Linked DNA regions of Mus musculus: region 1 is linked to region 2. The links are chromatin contacts, called in public HiChIP or PLAC-seq maps. All regions are on one chromosome and are shown on one strand. Each heading gives the region's core, a stretch centred on a gene start, on an enhancer-like site or on the middle of the called end of the contact. The rest is flanking DNA. Distances are from core to core; before and after follow the strand shown.

Evidence for each region. HiChIP or PLAC-seq counts read pairs in DNA pulled down with a chosen protein or histone mark.
Region 1: an HNF4G HiChIP or PLAC-seq map of pancreatic cancer cells shows a contact between it and region 2. The contact joins the enhancer-like site here to the promoter of Itprid2 in region 2. A contact is called at or near these places in 2 of 39 promoter capture datasets (the 3T3-L1 cell line and liver), 2 of 484 Hi-C or Micro-C datasets (the C2C12 cell line and embryonic fibroblasts), 3 of 115 datasets of contacts at active chromatin or transcription factors (embryonic stem cells and pancreatic cancer cells) and 1 of 9 other capture datasets (pancreatic islet).

What each region holds. Positions count from the first base shown.
Region 1 is chr2:79,397,378-79,401,049 of GRCm38.p6, reverse strand. All of the region lies in intron 1 of Cerkl (ceramide kinase-like), which reads left to right. Among named protein-coding and RNA genes, the nearest start is that of Cerkl, 30 kb to the left of the region's middle. Within about 2 kb of position 1,664, at least 41 of the 459 cell types and tissues checked have an H3K27ac peak or open chromatin away from gene starts, as enhancers often do. A contact at or near this core is called in the C2C12 cell line, pancreatic cancer cells and pancreatic islet, where this site is marked.
Region 2 is chr2:79,633,899-79,637,437 of GRCm38.p6, reverse strand. It overlaps Itprid2 (ITPR interacting domain containing 2), which reads right to left and starts at 2,013. Exons shown (of 18, transcript NM_080558.4): 1 at 1,694-2,013; 2 at 1,360-1,405. The coding sequence starts at 1,898. Gm46751 (a long non-coding RNA gene) reads left to right here and starts at 2,376. Exons shown (of 2, transcript XR_001783386.2): 1 at 2,376-2,456.

The DNA.
Region 1 (3,672 bases), core at 415-2,914, 240 kb after region 2:
GAAATTTAAAGAACCCTCTGATCTCTCAGAACTGGCCAAGGTGTCTGGAACATGAATATATATATATATATATATATATATATATATCTCAAGAAATAGATTTAGCATAGAAAATTTGGGCATTATTCCGAATAAAGAACTGGCATTTTTATCTGTATTTTAAAACCCGAGCTACAGGAGACTATTTAAAATGTATCAACTTTTCATTAGTACATTTTGATTTTGATGCAGAAATGTCTTTACGCCGGGCGTGGTGGCACATGCCTTTAATCTCAGCACTTGGGAGGCAGAGGCAGGCGGATTTCTGAGTTCGAGGCCAGCCTGGTCTACAAAGTGAGTTCCAGGACAGCCAGGACTATACAGAGAAACCCTGTCTCAAAAAACCAAAACCCAAAACAAAACAACAACAACAAAAAAAACCAAAAAAAAAAAAAAAAAAAAAAAAAAAAAGAAAAAAGAAAAAAAAAAAGAAAAGAAAAGGAAAGAAAAGAAATGTCTTTACATCTTCCAGTGTTTAAAGACTTACAAGACATATTTGAGGTACTTACACTCGATAGGAAAAGTTAAATTGAAGAAACCCACAGGCAGAAAAATCATCTCCAATATTAAATTTGGTTTAGTAAAAGTGTAAGACAGTGGATTTGGAATTTCTCTCAAATAAGACGAAAATTTTCTAATATTTTTACTAGATAAGAATACTAGTTCACCATATCTCCATCTTGATATTCATGTGTGCTTAGGAGTTTGGGCACCTCTGCTCTCCAACGCTGTGCCACGTTCTCCAGGAGAGCATTACATTGAAGCACATTTTCAGTCTGCTACAGGATTGGCCCTATTTGTGTAAACCCTAGTTTAACCTGATTATTAACAATTACGTTGTGTTTTCTACTTACAATTAGAGTGTATTCAAATTTATTGGTCCCTTGCTTCACAGATTTATCTCAGTATGTGGTGTATTCAAACAGAATTTTGTATTTTTAATTAGGGGATTAGATAAGTAATTCTGAAGAGCCAAGAAAAAAAAATACCCTGTTAGGCATCATTTTGCCTAACAATGTGACATACACCGTGTGTGAGAGAGAGAGAAAGAGAGAGAGAGTGTGTGTGTATGTGTGTGTGTTCAGGGTGTTGTGCTAGTGCCATCTATCCAGCAGGCTGTTTTTCAAGCCACGTTTTAAAAAGTGGACATGTGCAGGAACTGTGAGCACAATTAGCACCAGGCAGATAAACCCAGCTTTAATCCTGTTTACGGTCCGCATCAGGCAGATGTGCCAAGATTGATGCAGACAAGCCCTGGGCTTACAGTAATATTTTTAAAAGTGCAGCTCACTGTCCTATTTTTGTTAAACCTTTGCTCACTATCCTTAAGTGTCACTGGCTTTGCTCTCCTTATTTGCCACTGTAACCCATTTTGAACAGGTCCTGCTTTCCTGGTAACCTGCCAGGAAAGGTTATCTTTATTCCCTGTAATTAAATTGGCTCCCCTTCCCCCAAGAAGATACAATAGGAAGTGGGTGCTGAATTAAATAAATAGCAAGCTATCCAATAGACGCATACTTAAATCCCTTGCAAGAACAGATGGCCCCAGTATCTCTGTAAGTAATGCGAGAGGACAGTTAGTGTTCTGAAGCAACTAGCAACGACCAATATGATCCTAATGAGCCAATAGATTTCAAATAACGAGCCACATGCCACCAACCAGAGCTCTACACTGTGTGAGGGGTTAATGTAGGTAGCCTGCAACACAGTGCCTGTAGACCATTTCTGCATTTGTATCTCCTGATATCAAATATGAATTTATAAATGAAGTTGTACTTCAGAGTCTTCCTAATAGCTGTGCCACTTGTTCTTAAGGTAGGAAGTAGAGCCACATTTGAAACACATGCCCAGAAAAATCAGCGGGCATGGTGCTTCTCTTCAGAACTCTTTCTTTATTCTACAGTCTGATCATCATAGGTTCATGGAAATATGGCTTTCACGTGGCATTATGTGAATATTTGCTTTCCTTGTGACGGAAACCGATACGATCCCAGGAGTGGCCAGTGTGACTCAGCCCAGCCATTCAAGAGAATGGAATCCAAGCAGAGATTTAAGATCTCAGCCCTTTGTTCAGCACTTACTTTCAAAAGCCTCTTCCTGATTCATTTGTAGACAAAAAGGAATCTAAGTCACTCTTAAAATAATCCTTAGAGAGACACAGGCAGGTAATCCATCTTTACGGAACCAACACTGCTTTTTACAACACAGTTGATTTTCTTTTGTTTTCTTTACTCATGTTTATAATGAATATTTGTGTACCCTGAGAGTGTCCAAAGGGTGTCCCGAAGTAGTGGCTGAGGAGAAATAATGAGCTAAGATTTTCAGTTTATCCCATCAGATAATGCCCAGAACCTTTAGCCTTTCCTGAGGCTAGCCCTAGGGCTTTCCCCAGGCAACTGGGGAGACTTTCATTAACCTCTGATCCAGGAGGCTGGCTGTGTTGCCTCACCCAGAGCCAGCAGGTCTCCTGCTCATTGCTTACAAACTTCAAAACCTAAAGGGTGCAGCTAAGCCCAGCCCACACTGCTGATTAAACATTTAGGCCAAAGCTTCCTGATAAAAACATTTCCAAGTCAAGCGCTCCCAGAGTTCTAACATGCCTTTTTTGTTGGACCCATTTCTACACAGAACACTAAATTCCAATGGTGCTACAGTCTTCTGCTACATCAATGTGCTTCAGGAAACACACATTCTATTATCACACAAGTTGTTTCCAAGTTTGACCTCAGTGACACTTGGGTGAGCTTTCCTTTTCCTTCAGCTGGGTTTATTACTTATTGTTTTGGAGTTAATTCTGAAAAGCAAGTTAAAAACTCTGCACACAAAAAGCCTTTCCCTCCCTCCCTCCCTCCCTCCCTCCGTCCCCCCTCCCTCCCTCCCCCCCTCCCCCCCTCCCTCCCTCCTTTTTTCCTTCAGAGTGCTTGAGCCAGGGTGGATATTAGAGGACAATGGCCAGGAGTTGCTCAGAGCTCACCAAACCTCTTTCCCCACTGAGCCTTCGTGCCCCCAATTTTCCCCTTTCCTACACTTAAAATTACCCCGACTGCTGATCACTGTGGAAGGGAAAGCTGGAGACTGATGAGAAAACCAGCACTTCATGTTCTCGCTTTTATCTCTCTGTGTGGTGACTAGGCTTAAGCATTTTCTGTGGTTATTTTATTTCTTGGTTTTCTTCCTAAATAATATGTAAGTGGGTTCAACCCCCCCCACAATCAACTGTGTAACTTGCTTTTTAAAAAAGATTTGTTTATTTTATGTATATGAGTGCACTGTAGCTGTCTTCAGACACACCAGAAGAGTGCATCAGATCCCATTACAGATGGTTATGAGTCACCATGTGGTTGCTGGGAATTGAACTCAGGACCTCTGGACAAGCAGTCAGTGCTCCTAACCACTGAGCCATCTCTCCAGCTCTGTAACTTGCTTTGATTACATGCATTCATTCTTAGTGTCAATGTCTTTCTGGATGCGGACACACACTTATTCAATAAAAGCTGCAAAAGGCAAGGATGGTTTATTCTACCATCCTCTGAACGGACACTAGTGAAGCTCCAATCATTTTGCTATGATGAATACTGCTGCAATTCACATTTGGGAATCTTTTGATGCTCACAGCATAGTGCCCAGCAGCTA
Region 2 (3,539 bases), core at 764-3,263:
CGCTAGAAATTTTAAGACCTGTTTTCAGTGTAAGCCAATAACATATTAAGGAGTGGATTTTAAATGAGACCAAGATGTAAACTTTAAAGTCCTGAATAAACGCAAGGACAGACTACTCCGTTCCCTCCTTGATGTGGAAACGTCAGAGATGCTGCTTTGTAAGTTCTCTCCTAGAAAGTTCTGAAGATGTACATTTAAAAATCTCAGCCTTCTAATCTAACACTGTTTGATGGCGAGCCCCTGGCACACAGTATAGTACTGTGCTTTGTAAAGGCCATATTCTTGTCATCTGAAAATCAAGGGGTTAAAAGAGGCTGATGGTTAACCTAAAGATGTCTTGAAGCAATGTATTTGCCTCTGTGCATCTTTAAAAGGAATGCCTATACATCCCATAATATTTCAGACGAGTCTATGATGCCTAAGTAAAATTCTGCAGCTAACAATCAGTATGGCTCCAGTTATGAACTAAGACAGAGACAGCTATTGGTCTTTACAGGGAAAAAAAAAAAAAATAATTCCATATGTGAGTAGCTTTCAAAAAGAAACAGAAAAAAAAAAAAAAACCAACAACCAAATAATCCCTAGGATAAACATAATTTGCGAAAACAATAATATGCCCAGAAGCAAATGCCAACCAAAGTTTAAAAGTTATAGTCTTCACACACAAGGTTTTTCAAAGAGCAAATAAACTGGGGGAAAAAATAGAAGTAAAACACATTTTACTTTAGTCAAATTTACTTGTAATAAAACCCATCTCCTCTGTATTTTATCAAACATTTTTGTGCAGGTTGCCAAAGTATGTAACTAAACAGACTCATAAAGTATGAATGCCTTCAAAGCTCCATTTCCTTCTGCGAATTCCAATGCCATCTGACAAAACCCTGTCCCAGGACTTAAACTCCAAGGAGCAAGTTGGCTAGTTTTAATAGGTCCCCAGAGAGACCTAAGGCACACAACACAAATTAAACCCCAGTTAGTGTAGCTAAGTAAATTAAACTCGTCTATAACACGTTTGAAAGGAAAATGATTCTATGCCAGATATGCAGATGCCAAAATAAAGAAAAATAAAAGGTTCTGTGAAACATCAAAATTATTTCAAGAGAAAGCACGACCAGCCAAAGTAGCATCACTGTGACCTGTTTTAGTTTCTGATCTGCTGCTGACATCATGCCCGGACTGCTGAAGTCGTCAACTCGGTCACCAAATAATCAGCGGCCACAGCACTTCCAGTTCTAATCGCTTCTAGAAGGAAGCTATCGGCCGGCTCACTTTCCGGTTCCTAGCTTACAGTGACCACGGGACCCAGAGACGAAGTCGAACCCCCTCGCTTCTCCCCCAGGCAACCCCCGCTTTACTTACCGGCAGTCTTTGAGCCATATCGCGATCTTCTCGTTGGGCACGTTTCCTGCGGGAGTAGAGCGAAGGGACAGCTCGTTAAAGACCCCAAACATAAGTACTCAGAGGCTGTGCCATCCTGACACTCCCTTGCAGGAGAATCTGCCCTGGCAACCCGTAGCCTCCGAGAGCCTTCCCGGCGCCCGACCCAGGGGAGCCAGCCGGCAGCCAGGTGCACATGCTGGAGCTGAAGCGCGGGTCACGCGCGCATTTAAAGTTCGGGGGCGTCCGGTCCCCGCGCCCGGTGGCACGGAGCACGCCACCTCCCTGATCGCACGTCCCTGTCCCGCGCACCGACCTCGCCCCGCGGGTGCCGGCAGCTTCGTGCCTGGGAGGTCCTCCTCGTCGTCCTCGTCCTCGTCCTGCGTCGTCGTCTCTGTGGACAGATCCTCGGTCTCCGACGCCTGCCAGGAGCTGCGGCACTTGGCCCAGGCCTTCCTCCTGCGACTCGCCACTTGCCACTCCAGTTCCTCCTCCGCCTCCGCCGACAGGGGTCGGTTCATGGCCGCGCCGGGGGCTCCGCGGGCCCAGCCCGAGCCTGCGCGGGACACAGCGGCGGCTGCGGGGACCCCCGCCGCTGCTGTCAGCGCCCAGCCGGGCAGGGGGCCCGGGGGAGCCAGAGCGGGCGCCGCAGGAGGAGGGGACAGGGAGGGGGGGAGGGAAGGAAGGGAGGGAGGGGCGGAGGGCCGGCGCTTCACGTGAACCCGGCCTGGCGGGGCGCAGGAGCGCGAGTGGCTCCGGCAAGCCGGGTAGGCGCCGAGCGCCCGCCCGGCCCGGTCCCGCCTACTCTAAGACCCCGCCCTGCCCCCTTTCTAGCCACGCCCCCGCTAATGCACAGTCCAGCCTCTCGCAGCTGTGCGCCACGCCCACGACGGAGGCCACGCCCTCTTCCGGTGGCGGTCTTGCCGGGAGGTGAGGACGAGAGTTGGGGCGGGGCACGTCCTGACGGGCTAGGAGCCGAACCGCCCCTTCGCGGTGGCCTCAGGAAAGAGCCAGATTTGTTTGTTTGTTTGCTTTACAGCTTTTCCTTCTCTCAACTCCTCTCTCGTCCAGAAATAGAGGTAAAGTGCCAAGGCCAAGTCTCATAAAACGCCCCCGCGTGCAAACAAGTGACTGGGCTGCTGAGACTTAATCAGTGTAGGATGCCTACAGGATTGGGCAAGGATGAAAGAGACGTGAGATTGTACTGTCAGCTTGTCAAAGCTTACCTTGGTGTTGCTCGCACATTTTGAGAAACCTGTGTGTCCTGGTTATGTGAGGTATGAAAATCCAGTGAGAAAAAAGTGGGTATGTCACATTGAAGCTGCAGACAAAAAAAAAAAAAAAAGGAAGTGAAGAAAGCGACCTGGGAGTATAAAGAAAGCTAACTGCTTGGATTTGGGACTTAGAAGATGTAACAAGAAGCAGGTCATGCCAAGCTTCTGAAACAATTCTTAAATCCCAGCTTCCTCCGTCCCCTTTATCATACTTGTATTTCCTATGAGGAAAAAAAGATTAAAATTCTATCCAGATTGAGACAAAGTGTTACATATCAAACAGTGAATGTCCTAAACCATCTACAGACAATATAGAAAGCTTCCAACATTTTATTGAACTCTGCAAGCAAAGTGAGAATAGTTTTTTGCTTTGGTCTATTTTTATGCTTTTTCTTGACTAAAAAGGACATTTTTACATAAATAATATTTTAAGGAAGAAATTTTCCACTTGAAATAGATATTTGCAGTTCATAAAAGTCCAAGTTAAGTGTGCATTCATAAATGAAGGAAATAGTTTTTGGAACACAGAATGTAGTGTCCTTGAGATGAGATGGAACCTAGTTTCTTGTGCAGGCCTTTGCACATAATCTATTCATCTTTAAAGTAGCACAGGGACCTTCCTGTCTTTGGTCCTTACTTCTTTCTAGCATGGTCCATATGTTTGATAGTTCCCAATATATCATTAATCATTGATAGAAACAACAACTCCTGATGGTTTATCAATATCCCCAAGACCAATTCCAAAATCCAAGCTGGCTTCCCGGAGCCATCCCAGCATTATCATGGCCCTCCTGCACTTACAGTGAACTGTAAGGGGAGCTACAAGGATGGTACCAGCAACTCAGTGACTTGACCTTTCACTGGTAAGGGATCATTTAGTTATTAATA